2 separate regions of the Sus scrofa genome follow, and region 1 is linked to region 2. A link is a contact called in public promoter capture Hi-C data. All regions are on one chromosome and are shown on one strand. Each heading gives the region's core, a stretch centred on a gene start, on an enhancer-like site or on the middle of the called end of the contact. The rest is flanking DNA. Distances are from core to core; before and after follow the strand shown. Region 1 holds the start of CKAP2 (cytoskeleton-associated protein 2). Region 2 holds the start of NHLRC3 (a long non-coding RNA gene).

Region 1 (3,278 bases), core at 290-2,789, 1.6 Mb before region 2:
TTACTTTTTAAGGCCACACCTGCAGCATATGGAAGTTCCCCAGGCTAGGGATGGAATCTGAACTGCAGCTGCTGGCCTATGCCACAGCAACTCGGGATCCTTAACACACTGAGTGGGAACAGGGATTGAACCTGCATCCTCATGGATGCTAGTCGGGTTTGTTTCCCCTGAGCCACAACGGGAACTCTGAAAATTTTAAATTACACATGTGGCTCATATTAGCTTTTTACTAGACATCTCTGATATAATTTGCCAGATGTGAAATGAAAAAAAAAATGCGACCTCACCTGGATAATATCTGATTTTCCTGTTTGAGGGCAAAAGCAGTTTTTCTTTTCAACAGATATTCCTTGAGTTTTTCTCTTCTTTGCTCTAAATAACAAAAGAGCTACAAGTCAACATCAGTTACAATAGTAACATCAAATAAAATATTGACTAAATGAAGATTTACTTCAAAAGTCTACTTGAGATCATGTCTAGAATATAACAGAAAATTTCCCAATTCAGAACTGCCTTTGAAAAAAAAAAATCCCATTTTTAAATCATTACTGTAAAAGATCCCCATAACCACTCTGTATAAGAATCACATTTTCTACTGCCTGAAAGTAAAAAATCTGGAGAACATCATTTCCAACGGATAGTTACTAAAAGCCAAGCTTTAAGAAGCTAAATGGTAGAGATGAGACACTAAACTCCAAGTTCTAATTTAGCAGAATTGGGTCAGAATTGTTTTTTCATGCATAGGACAAAGAAATACCTATTATTTCTGAAGACTTGGCCAACCCTATAGTTCTATGAAGTCGAAGGCAACAGGAGTCAAATTTGAAGCATGAGAGGAGCCCGCCTCAACTTTTCTGAAATTAACTCCCAATGTCGGATGCGGGAGCATTCCGCGCAGGCGCAGTCGGGTCTCAGTGCGGACGCGGCACCGCCCCCGAGGGCCCAGGTCCTCAATTCGGGTTCCGGCCGAAGCCCCGCTCACTCCCCCACCCCGCTAAACGGATTCGCAGGTCCGTCTCCGCCGCCAGTGGGCCGCGGCCACAAGTGAAGAGTTCAACCCTCACACTTAACACCACGGAGCCTGCACAACTCCGATTGTCCCCTTCACAAACGTCAAGAATGCGGTCGCGAGAGGCCGAGCGCCCTGTTCAAGTTTTTCCCACCACTGGATGGGGCAGAAGCTGGTCTACGTACCCAGGCCCCGACCGCCGAGTCCGAGCCACACCCCCACACCGCGGCTGACCCCGGCCCATCCGGCAAACGATCCTTCCGCAGGCTCCGCAATTCTTGCCACCACGGCCCTCACCTCTGAACCCGGACTGGGCCCTCTGACTCGGGGGTAGCTGCAAGTCCTGGGGCACGGCTAGGGTGCTCATCGCAGCTCGGGACAAGGGAACGCGTCTCGGGAAAGACCGTGGCCGAGGTTCGCTCTCTCCAGCCGTGTCTCAGCACACTGCCGCTCAGCGCGCGGGGCCAGGCCTTAGTTGGCGCGGCTGCCGCCTCCGCCCATTGGTGCCCGGCGTGAATTGAATGGGCCAATGGGCGTAGAGGGGCGCGGCCTGAGCTGCTATTGCAGGGGCGGGGCTTGCGACTGACGGGTTCAGTTAGGACCGCTCTAGACCTAGGTTTTCAAACCTAAACGGGGCGCTTAATCTTGGACTTGGCAGCGTGGGAGGAGTCGGCCTGATAAATCTCTGCGCCAGAGCAGATAGGCGTCATTTTAGACGTGAAGCGCGTTGAGGAAGGCAGGCGAGAAAAGTGTTGTTGAGGAGGATTATAAGCACTGACTGCTGTACAGAGAGTGTGTGTATTTCCCTTCCACAAATGTTACTGCATTGCTGCATCACAGCTCTGAGGTGGAAAGTTATTTCGTTTCACAGATACTGGGACAGGCTAAGAGGTTATTTGCCGACGTTTGCACAGATTGCAAAGGGAAACTGAAATTATGGTCTACTTTCCTCTGTACTACACAATTATCAGATGAGAAAAAGAGGAGAGGAAGAGAAAGGAATAAAATGGGAATACACCTTCCTTTTATAATCCCCCCCGTGAAAATAAAATAGCGTTTGTTGTAGACATTGTGTATGTTTGTGCGTTTAAGTGTGTGGCCATAATCTTTCAGTCCTTATCTAAGAATATTACCATCGTAAAACCCTAGCAAACACCCAGTGGATAAGATGAAATGAAATAATTCCGAGCTAGAGGGTCTGTGGGTGGCTGGAGGCGGGAGACATAGGGAGAGTTCTGGGCTGCGCCTTCCTGGTTTTAAACACAGGGATTGTACCATTTCTCTGCCTTGCTTGATCTCTGAGGCTAGGTTTGGCTGAACACTTTCAGCCAGGTTTTAAATGTGGAGTTGGAGAGGAGAAGATGCAATTTCTGTCTCCCCTGGCCAAGGGTGAGGGCTTCCACAGCTAGTTCTCAACTGTGGTCCCCCGCCCCGCACCTTTTTCCTTCAGGCGTCTTACCGTATCATCTTGCTAATGAGGAGGTTAATTTGGGACATTCTGTAGTTTTTCCCTTGATGAAATGTCCCATTTTTAGTGTAACTTTGCCTACAGTTAAGGCTAATTCTGGGAGAACCAGAAGCCAAATAGCATACATTACCATCCCTAGGACATCACTGCTGTTAGATACGACTCTTAATATTGTTAATTATTTGCTAGTTTCATCAGATAGGTTGGGTAACCAGGATTCCCATTAAGAACAGTTTAACAATATAGAACAGTTAGAAGTGACTCAAGGAGTTCCCTTGTGGCTCAGCAGGTTAAGGATCCGGCATTGTCACTGGGGCTCTATGGGTGGGACGCTTGTTCAATTCCTAGCCTAGGAACTTCTGTGTGTGGGGGCGAGGTGGGGGCGGGGTGGGGGGAAGTGACTCAAGAAACTTCAGACCATAGTGGAAAGCAGCATAATCTCTTTTCTATCAAAGGAAACCTTGGTTACTCTATTTTGCTTGGGTTTCAGCTGAACTGCCCTCCTGTGACCCCCTCCTCTTTACCTCTTCTCCCAGCAACAGTTTGTTTCAATTAGCCAACCGGGAAGAATGTGTGCCCTGACCTGACCAATGGGAAGGGGGCAGGAACATCACCTGCGTTAGGGATAAAAAAGGAGGGTCTTTTCTTCTTGCACGAGATTTGAGTACCCTTTTTGAGTACCCGCGCCCTTCTGCAAAAGAGCCTTGTCGAGATCTCCCTGTGTTCATGTGTCTCATTTTCCAACACTGATGATCTGAGCCATTCTCCAACAGCATTATGCTGAGAAGTCAGCCAAAAAAT
Region 2 (3,313 bases), core at 469-2,968:
AGATCCTTCCAGGTTACCTCTTGCATTGTTTGTGCGTCCTAAGCCACAAACACAAACAGCTATCTCTGAAACCTTATCTCACAGCTATAAATTCAGCTGTGCTTACTTTGCTCTGCAGCGCATTTTACTAAAAACTTTCGATGGAAGGAAGGGTTCGGATGTGCTGAGGTCAGTGGGACTTCAGAATCACTGACACCAGGCGTTTCTGTAAACCTCGCACTTTGGGCAAGAAAGTAGTTCTGGTTTCTCAGCACACTCTCTTTTGACAGAGAAGGGTGAAGGAAAACGAGAGGCAAGGACTCCAGTCATTAGTTTTTAGAGACTGCCATCTTACTCGGCTTCCCCAAAGAGGTTTAGTTATTTAATCCGAGAAAAGTAACTGAAGCTTTTAAGAGAAAAGCCCCTTGAGAGGTTAAAGATCCTAATAATTACAGCTTCCCTGTGGTATGTCTTGATGCTACAAAAGCACAATTATATAAAGATTGAGAAACAAGGGATTTCATGAATTATTAAAAAAAATTACAATTAGATTTGGCCACTCTGATTTTAAAACGGACAAGCAAGAACATGGGCAAAGATGTGACTTGCAGCAAGAAAATTTAATAGATATTACTACACATACCACTTCCTACATCCGTGATCCAGACGGATTGTTCATGTAGTGTACTGGCTGCAAATATGCCATGAGGTGTGTCAACTGTGTAATTCCAGGCTCGTAGGAAATATCCATCCTCTGTGAACACTAATACCTTTGGGATGTTATCCCCTCTCTAAAGGTACACAAAAATAACTGCTTAGGTAAGATCCGTTTTAAAGAGGCAATCTTTATGTTGGCAAAGAGAAACAAAATTTAAAAGTTAATCGAGAAATTCAGTCACGTTTAAAAAACCTGCTACGAAACCTAACAACATTATTATCTACCACATTCAAAATTAAAATGTTAACTTTAACTCAAAAAAAAAATTTCACAATTGGCAAAACATAAACGTATATATGGACTTAATACAGGAAAACTGTCTTCTTCATGTTCATAACTCCGAAAAAAATTTACTTACTTGGGCTACATAAACCAATTCGTTGAGGGAATCAACTGCAACACAAAATGTTGCTCCAGTAAAGTATTCTGAATACGTGGGCCAATCCACATCCAGCCGGTAAAGGATTTCCTCAGCTCTCCAGGAAAATTTAAAAGCAAAATGAAGACGTAGTGGGAGCTGCGTAAGAAAAGAAAATAGGAAAACGTTTTAACACTGAGACAAGCAACACGTCGGCGGTTCGGCCCCCGGTGCAGGTTTTGAGCCCAGCTAGTGCGAAAACCAGCTCCAACTCCATCCCAAGACCTCCTCCCCACAGTGCTATCCACACACCCACCAGCCGTTTCCTCACAATCCAACTCACCGAAGAGCCACAAATATGCGAATGTAAAACCAGATATGCAAGAAAGAAGCCAGCGCCGGCTACGCAGACCCAGAATCTCGCCATGACCAGACGGGAAGTCTGGTGAGGGAAAAGGATTGGCAGGCGGCTGGGGGCCACCGGACAGCCTCAAGTCCACGCACTTAGTCGCTTCCCGAGTTCCTAGCTCCAAACCCCTTTCCCTGGATGCGCGGGGTTCGAGAACGAAAAGGCAGCAGAGACCCAAGTAACAGAAAATCAGAACTGAGGTTTTGGGTTCCCAACTCGTTCCCGCCCCCGCCCTCATATCACGTGCCTCGTTTTACCCCGTGACCACCCTTCGGACCTTCCACGCTGCGGAGATCTCCGGTACGCCAGTATCGGGGCGCCCGTAGATATGCCTTAACAACTCCACATTCATTCTTTTAAATTCAGATTTAGCAATCACAAACTGGCACAATCAAATCCTAGAATCAAGGGTGTGACCCTCAAAAAATAACTTTTGGGTTCTGGGACGAACATCAGCTGCATCCAATTTCGAGACACCCAGGCATGCGCCATGGACATCTACATTCCCACACCAGGACCCCTTTAAAGTCGCTCCTGAAGGCGTGGTCTAAGCTGGCGGCGCAGAGTTGAGTTTACTCGGGTGCGACGGGCCCTATTGAAGGCCCCCAGGAGCCAGGGGGAAGCTGTGGGGGTAACCAGGAGGGGCTCCTGGCGCTCTTGGCGCTGCGGTATTCGGGAGTCCCCCTACCCGGGAGCGTTCCCCCCTTTGCCCGGCTCCTGGAGCTCTCCGGCCGCCGGCCCGCTCCCGGAAGCGGTGGCACCTGGTAACAAAGAGCCTGCCAGGCCTCCGCTGCCCGGGCTGCGGGACCGAGGAGTCCCGAGGAGCTGCTGGGAGTGAGCGCTAGTCAGGCCATGAGGCCAGGTTTGCGGCGGTGAGAGGCGGCCGGCGGCCGAGGCGCTGGTGCGGGCCGGGAAACCAGTGCCTCCTTCCTTGCCGCCCATCGGTTTCGGGGCGCAGGTGCCTCTACTCTCTGGGCCGCTCCACCTGGAAAGGCGGCTTCACGACGGCGGCACCTGGCCTTCGGCTGAAGGGACCGACGGTCTGCCTCGGGCTGCGAACCGCGGGTTTTTCTGCGGGACTCAGAGAGGACCTGGCTCTTCCGCGAGGGTTCCTGCTGCTTTGTGTAAAGAAGCTGGGGAAGCCTGACGGGTTTCGTTTTTAGTAAAAAGTTTTTATAAGTCTCCATTTTTGGAAATTTTTGCAGCGTTTGAAGTACTCTACCTCTTCGCATCCTTTCTCCTGCTCCTTGAGTCTTTTTTTCTTTCTCAGCGGTAAACATTTTTACTATTGGAGCAGACGAGGGATGAACATTTTGTAATTGAAAGTGTAACTGTTAAAACCTCGTGGAGCTAGTAGTCAAGATGGACAAAAAGTCCTTTGAAACGGTGCTGGATGAAATTAGAAAGGTAATTGCACTTAATTCCTTAATTCTGTGAGCTAAGAATTCTCTTATTCTCTTTCAGGGACTGCGTGTAAAATAATAGGATTGCAAAAAGTTGGAATTTTAACGTGGAGTGTAGAAACGTTATCTTGATGCATTTCACGATACAAACGGAAATTATGTTAAGGCTGAGATCAGTGCGGTGTTGCGGAGGTTGTTTTCAGAGTCCGGGTTCCGAATCCCGAGCTCTACAGATCATTTTTAATAGCTCCGTATTTTCGGATAAGTGATTTTAATATTTCCGAGGCGATTTCCTCATCTTTCAGTAACATAAGAGTGACTGGGAACTAGAAATAATACTTAGAAAGTTCCTTTAATGGTAGTTATTATTACGGAAAGTGTTTTTAAGTCTTGAGAATAAGCAGACTATGTTTGTTGCCTGGGAGGGCAAAATTAGCGTCCTAATA

The links. Promoter capture Hi-C pulls out the DNA fragments that hold promoters and counts their contacts.
Region 1: a promoter capture Hi-C map of fetal skeletal muscle shows a contact between it and region 2, with 5 times the contacts expected there. The contact joins the promoter of CKAP2 here to the promoter of NHLRC3 in region 2. A contact is called at or near these places in 1 of 5 promoter capture datasets (fetal skeletal muscle), 1 of 47 Hi-C or Micro-C datasets (subcutaneous adipose tissue) and 1 of 2 datasets of contacts at active chromatin or transcription factors (alveolar macrophages).

Annotation. Positions count from the first base shown.
Region 1 is chr11:15,749,978-15,753,255 of Sscrofa11.1, reverse strand. CKAP2 (cytoskeleton-associated protein 2) reads right to left here and starts at 1,539. Exons shown (of 9, transcript XM_003130956.6): 1 at 1,307-1,539; 2 at 288-372. The coding sequence starts at 1,376. It overlaps LOC110255751 (a long non-coding RNA gene), which reads left to right. Exons shown (of 3, transcript XR_002336535.1): 3 at 745-1,298.
Region 2 is chr11:14,182,541-14,185,853 of Sscrofa11.1, reverse strand. It overlaps NHLRC3 (a long non-coding RNA gene), which reads right to left and starts at 1,718. Exons shown (of 10, transcript XR_002336530.1): 1 at 1,399-1,718; 2 at 1,056-1,214; 3 at 623-770. It overlaps PROSER1 (proline and serine-rich protein 1), which reads left to right and starts at 2,008. Exons shown (of 13, transcript XM_021065266.1): 1 at 2,008-2,871. The coding sequence starts at 2,827.